Linked DNA regions of Cricetulus griseus: region 1 is linked to region 2. A link is a contact called in public Hi-C data. All regions are on one chromosome and are shown on one strand. Each heading gives the region's core, a stretch centred on a gene start, on an enhancer-like site or on the middle of the called end of the contact. The rest is flanking DNA. Distances are from core to core; before and after follow the strand shown. Region 1 holds the start of Pacsin2 (protein kinase C and casein kinase substrate in neurons protein 2). Region 2 overlaps Pacsin2 (protein kinase C and casein kinase substrate in neurons protein 2).

What was found. A called contact is a pair of places that touch in the nucleus more often than the background predicts.
Region 1: a contact with region 2 is called in a Hi-C map of fibroblasts, with 1.6 times the contacts expected there. The contact joins the promoter of Pacsin2 here to the enhancer-like site in region 2. A contact is called at or near these places in 3 of 8 Hi-C or Micro-C datasets (the CHO-K1 cell line and fibroblasts).

The regions. Positions count from the first base shown.
Region 1 is chr2:380,364,945-380,367,644 of CriGri-PICRH-1.0, reverse strand. It overlaps Pacsin2 (protein kinase C and casein kinase substrate in neurons protein 2), which reads left to right and starts at 1,368. Exons shown (of 10, transcript XM_027396120.2): 1 at 1,368-1,509.
Region 2 is chr2:380,313,657-380,316,356 of CriGri-PICRH-1.0, reverse strand. All of the region lies in intron 1 of Pacsin2 (protein kinase C and casein kinase substrate in neurons protein 2), which reads left to right. Among named protein-coding and RNA genes, the nearest start is that of Pacsin2, 51 kb to the left of the region's middle. Within about 2 kb of position 1,281, at least 5 of the 6 cell types and tissues checked have open chromatin away from gene starts, as enhancers often do. A contact at or near this core is called in the CHO-K1 cell line and fibroblasts, where this site is marked.

The DNA.
Region 1 (2,700 bases), core at 119-2,618, 51 kb before region 2:
GGCCATGGGCTTTCTAAGTAGCTAGGATGACCTTGAACTCCTGACCCCTCCTGTTCTACCTACCAAGTGCTATGCTACCACACTGGCCTTTTCTGTTAATTTGCAGGGAAGTTGAGACAGGTTCTCATTATGTATCCCAGACTGACCTTGAATGTCTCTGTCTCCCCAAGTGCTGGGATTATAGGCATATATCTCCATATGTAGCTTCATTTGTTCATTTGTGCCAGTATCTTTCGGTGTATCCCTGGCTTGCCTGGGCCATTTCCTCTTTTTCTTCCAATTAGAGTCTAATTCTGTTGCCCAAGCTAGCCAGGAACTCTCAGACATTCTTTTGTAGCAGCCTCTTGAGTGGATTACAAGCCACTATCCACCGCCATTTACTCTTTACTCCACATAGTACCCAGAAAGTTACCTGCAATCAATTTCTCAGACCCTTTCTCGGGTATCTCTGACAGTGTGAGGCAGTGCTCAGGAAGTTATTAGCTTTTTTGACTCATTATCATTTCCCTCTGTTCCTGGGGCTAACGCCTTATCAGGCAGGACTACTGTGAGAATCAAAATGTCTGTGCATTGCTTGGTGCCCTGAAGGCTTGTCCTCTGGAGGGAAGTTTCTCCACTCCACTTCCTCTTCTTTTTTGTTTATTAAGACACTGCTCTCACTATGTAGCCTTGGCTACCCTGGAACACACTATGTAGACCACGGTGGCCACGAATGCAAAGACACCCGCTTGCCTATGCCTCCTCTGTGTTGGGATTAAATGCGTGCCCTACCACTCCTGACTTGGAGGAAACTTTTTAAATAAAAAGAAGTGTGTGTGTGTGTGTGTGTGTGTGTGTGTGTGTGTGTGTGTGTGTGTGTATGTTTGCCCTCACCACGTGCGTGCCTGGTGCCCACAAAGGGCAGAAGAGGGCGTCAGATTCCCTGGATTGAAGTCACTGACCGTGCACATGGGTGCTTGGACTGGAACCCGGGCCTTCTGGAAAAGCAGCAGTCTCTGCAGATCCGATGAAACTTTCTTAAAGTTCACCTTCTCTAAATTCTCGGTCAGGCACCACAATGCTCCTGGTTGCTAGGAAAACCACGGAACTCTGGCCTGTCTAAGATAAAGTCCTACAGACCCCAGCCTCAGGGCGGCTCCTGGGGAGTGACCCATGCTGGCCTTTCAGCTGCATAAGTAGGCGCTCCTCGTTTGACTGACAGGGGAGGCCGCTAATACTCACCCAGAGTAGTCCCCTTGAGCGTGCTTGGGGGCGTGCTGCCTCTGCTCCGGTCTGCCCAATCCGGGGAGCGGAAGGGGTTGGAGGGCGGGGCCTTGATCCCGGCAGCCAATGGGAAGAACACAGCGGGCGCGGCGGGGGCGGCGCGGTCTTGGCTGGCGGCAGAAGCTGCCGCGGCGGGTCTGGGCAGGGCCGGGCAGTGAGCTCGGCTGGAGCGGAACGGGAAGGGGTCGGAGTCGCAGCCTGGCCGGGCGGCGTTCATAGCGGGACCCGAGGCCAGCGGCGGTCGAGGTGAGGGGTGCGCCGCGACGGTTGAGACGCGGGTCGGTGGCCGCGCCTACCCCTGTCAGGCCGCGCCGGGGCCGAGCTCGCGGGGGCGCGCCGCTCGAAACTTCTAGTCCGCGCGCAAGGGGCCACGCACCGGCGGTAGGAGCGGGGGAGGCCCCAGGGGCGGCCGGAGCGGGCCGGACCCATGCGGGCGTACTCCTGGGGTGCTTTGCGGACTCCCATTTCCGTCCTTCCCACGCTTGGTGTCTTCGGTGGTGAGTGCCAAGCCTGCCTGGTGAACATGACCTAGGGGTGTGTGGAGAGACAGGAAAGGCTGGATGCTGTCCTTTTGACTTTCATAGTTTTCTAGACACGTTGGATCCGAAGTGTCAACTGCCTCTCTCCTCCAGTGGGGCTCAAAAGCCGCGTTCTTCTCTCCCTAAAGACTCCAGGCTTGCGGAGGCCCCCCTCTCAGACGGTCGGCTTTTCTTTCTTCAGGACTGGATCAGAGGGGCTGGCAGGGGACCTCATGGCCTTAGAGATTAGACCTGGAAGTAGGCACGCCCCAGCGATGCTGCGTTCTTGTTGGGTCCTCAAGGGAAGATGACTTTGGTCCGGGGTTTGCACACCATTCCTGGCTCTTGCCGTCTTTCCTTGACCGCAGCTGCCCTGGGGTTTTGTGATTAAGGGGAGTAGGTTGCTGACGGTCTCCAGGGCTACTCATTACGATGTTTAACAAACACTCCTGCTCTGTTCTGATGTAAATCTATTTAATCCTGAATGGTAGATGTGAGCTCACATCTTCCTCTCCCACTGCAGGTTTTTCAGTTTGCTTAAGTTCTGTTCTTGTGCCCCTAGGCTTGACAGCTTGGAGCCCTTCGCAAAGGGATCATCCAGGTGGGCAGTGTTCTGTGTTAGACCCCCTTTTCCGTCGTAGGGTATTTGAGCACTGAATGAGTGCCAGTCTAGTTGGGATTCTTTTTGATTTACTTGGAACACTTTTGGTTTGTACATTTACATTTAACTGTAGAGTTTGGCAGTCTCCTGGTGAAGCTATCCTGAGCCATGAGGCCATTACATGAAAAACTTGTGTGATGTGTGTTTTTTCCCCTGTGGTCTGGAGACTTTAAAGAAACTGACCATTAGGCTGATGGGTACTTATTACGTGGGAAAGTAACTGAGCACAAAGGAGTAGAAAGAAGACTGATTAGATGT
Region 2 (2,700 bases), core at 32-2,531:
TTAGGAGGAGGTAGCTGAGCCTGGAGGACCTGGCAGAGCAGGACCATTAGTGTTTATGAACTCTCTGCTTGGTGTGAGCCTTGGCACATACCACAGTCTGGCAGAAGGAGCTTCACTGACGTCTTCTGAAGCCTGCTGGGCAGAGAGCAGCAGCTGTTGTGTGATACCTCCTTTCCTTTAAGAATCAAAAGGGAAGGTCTAGTCTTTCTTTCATTGACTGTGGTTCCAAAGTAGCAAGTGTTTCTGCTTGAGACTTTTCTCCTGTAAACAGACTGACATGCCTTTCTCTGGGCTTCGGATCTGTCTTCATTTTCACTCTGAGGCCCGATATTCTCTAATCACATGTCTGCTGCTTTCTGACAGGAAACCGCCTAGGAACTAGAGTTCTACTGCAAATAGAGAGGTGATAGCCACAGATCTTCCCAGAGCTACCTCCAGTAATTGATTGGTTGGTTCCAAAAATACTTGCAATTCTGTTCAGTTTAAATGCCATGGGTTCTTAGGGTTGATACAAGACAAACATTTGGCAAAATGAGGTTGCTTATTCTCTGCATGTGTATGGGTCAAGGAGGGTGGGTGAACTGAGCAATCTGCTGGGTGGGTGGGTATCTGCTTTACTTTATTTTGAAGGGGTTGGGAAGATTGAGGGAGTTCAGGACTTCTAACTGAGCCAGCCCCATGCCTGTGACTGGTGTCCAAGGTGTGCTGGACCTTCCTACTGCTTGGGGATCTGTGGGTTGGGTGGGGTGTCTGTCATACCTTGGTATGGGCTCTTCATGCTGGTGTGGCTCCCACCTTCACTGGGATGGTAGAGGAGAGATTGACCCTCACACCAGGCCTATCAGGGTGAATAGGAGTTGACTAGGAAGAGCAGTCTGGGGCAACAGTGTGTCATACTAGTTGTTCACAGAGGCTGAGGCCACTGGAGAGGTAGGTTGGCCATAGTATGAGGCCTCTGAGGGTCTTCTGTTATTGAGAGCAGTTTGAGAACATGAAGGTGAGGGTGGTGTGCATAGCCAAGAAGTGGTCATGTGGTAGTGAGCATATGAATGCCGTCAAGGTCCCACCTTCTGGCTGAGCCATGGTATCCTCAGTGTAGCTCACGCAGCCCTGGTTCCGCTTTAGAATTTTGCCTTTGTTGAGGTTCACTGCATGAATGTTCGTCTCTGTACTCTTAACTAAATATGTAAGATCTTACTCATCTGGTAAAATTAGACAACCCGTAGACTTCTCTTTACTCTGCCTTGTTTCTCCACTGGGGAAGAAGCCCGGGAGACAAGTAAGTGTGTCAAGGAGCTGCTGTTCTCTCAGCACTGAGGACAGTGTGAGTCACTAGCTCTGCTGGTATTTCAGTACTGTTTATTTTTAAACAGTTCTGTGCAAGCAGAGTTTCCTCATGGTTTCTGTTACTAAGGCTCCATAATATTTCCTTAGGTCTGTGTGCCTGTGCTTTCACACACTGGACTTTCTAGTCCCTCAAGCTGTCTCCTGGTCAGGGTAGGAAGCAGTGTTTCCCCAGCTGCAATAGCAATTCTCTCTGAATGGGAAGAGTCCATTGTTGCTTCTGAATGTTGGAAAGAAGGGGCTGGTCGGTGGAAGGCGCTGTGTGACTCAGGGCTGCCAGGCCTCCCATCTTGGGGCTGAGTGAGCAACTGTTCCCTCTTCCTCAAGGCCTTTACTTCCAGGTCTCCTGGTTGAGAGTACAGATAGGCTGGTTGGCTTGGGAAGTGTCGGTTTTACATCCTGGCCCGCCCTTAGTTCTTGGGATCCTCAAACACAAGTGATTTTTTTTTTTTTTTCCCTCTTACACTTTGTTTAGAGGCAACCTCATACTGTAGTCCAGGCTGGCCTGGAACTCATTACATAGCCAAGGCTAGACTCAAGCTTTTGGAACTTGTAGCAATCCTCCTCACTCGCCTCTTGAGTATTGGGATTGTTAGTATGAGTCACCATGCCTGGTTTTTTTTTTTTTTTTTTGTAACAAAACATAGAACCTATTTCTTCCTCATTTGGCATGGTATTAAGTTTGGACATGAGTAGACAGAGTCCTGAGGACAAATTAGAAATGCCCAAGTTATACACATTCAGGATTCCTACACCAATTTCTCTTTTTCCTCACTTCCATATTCCTGTCATATTTCTCTTGCTCAGTTCCTCTGATTTGTCAGCAAAGACAAACTGACTACTGCAGAAGGAAGGCAGTTTGTTAGGCTTTTACTGGACTCCAGTTGCAGCCCTGGGAAATGCCTCCTCTTAGGTTACTAAGCTATTATCAGATAGGAGCCATTCTTCACCTCCCTGGCTTCGTTTTCAGGAGTGTTTCAGTTACTCTTACTGGTCATTTATCTTTGAGGAGGTTCTTTGTTTTGAGATTCAGTCTTTAAAGACAGCCTGTTTGCTAGCCCTCACATTCTGGCCATATTTACTTTGTCTTCTGGCCCATGCACTTGGGATGGTTCTGTAAGGTTCTTCTCTGCTCTTGGAGAAAGTGTATTTCCTAGATGATTGTCCAGGGTCTAAAGATAGGCCCAGAGGACTGTGTGGAAGAGGCAGTTCATGGCCACCTCAAAGTGTGGTATTTTAGAGGTAACTAGTTTAGGGATAGCACATGAAATCATCTCACACTAGTTTCTGAGCATATTCTTGAGTCTTAGGGAACCTGTGCTGGCTAGATGTCTTCAGGTTCTGCTATAATCATGC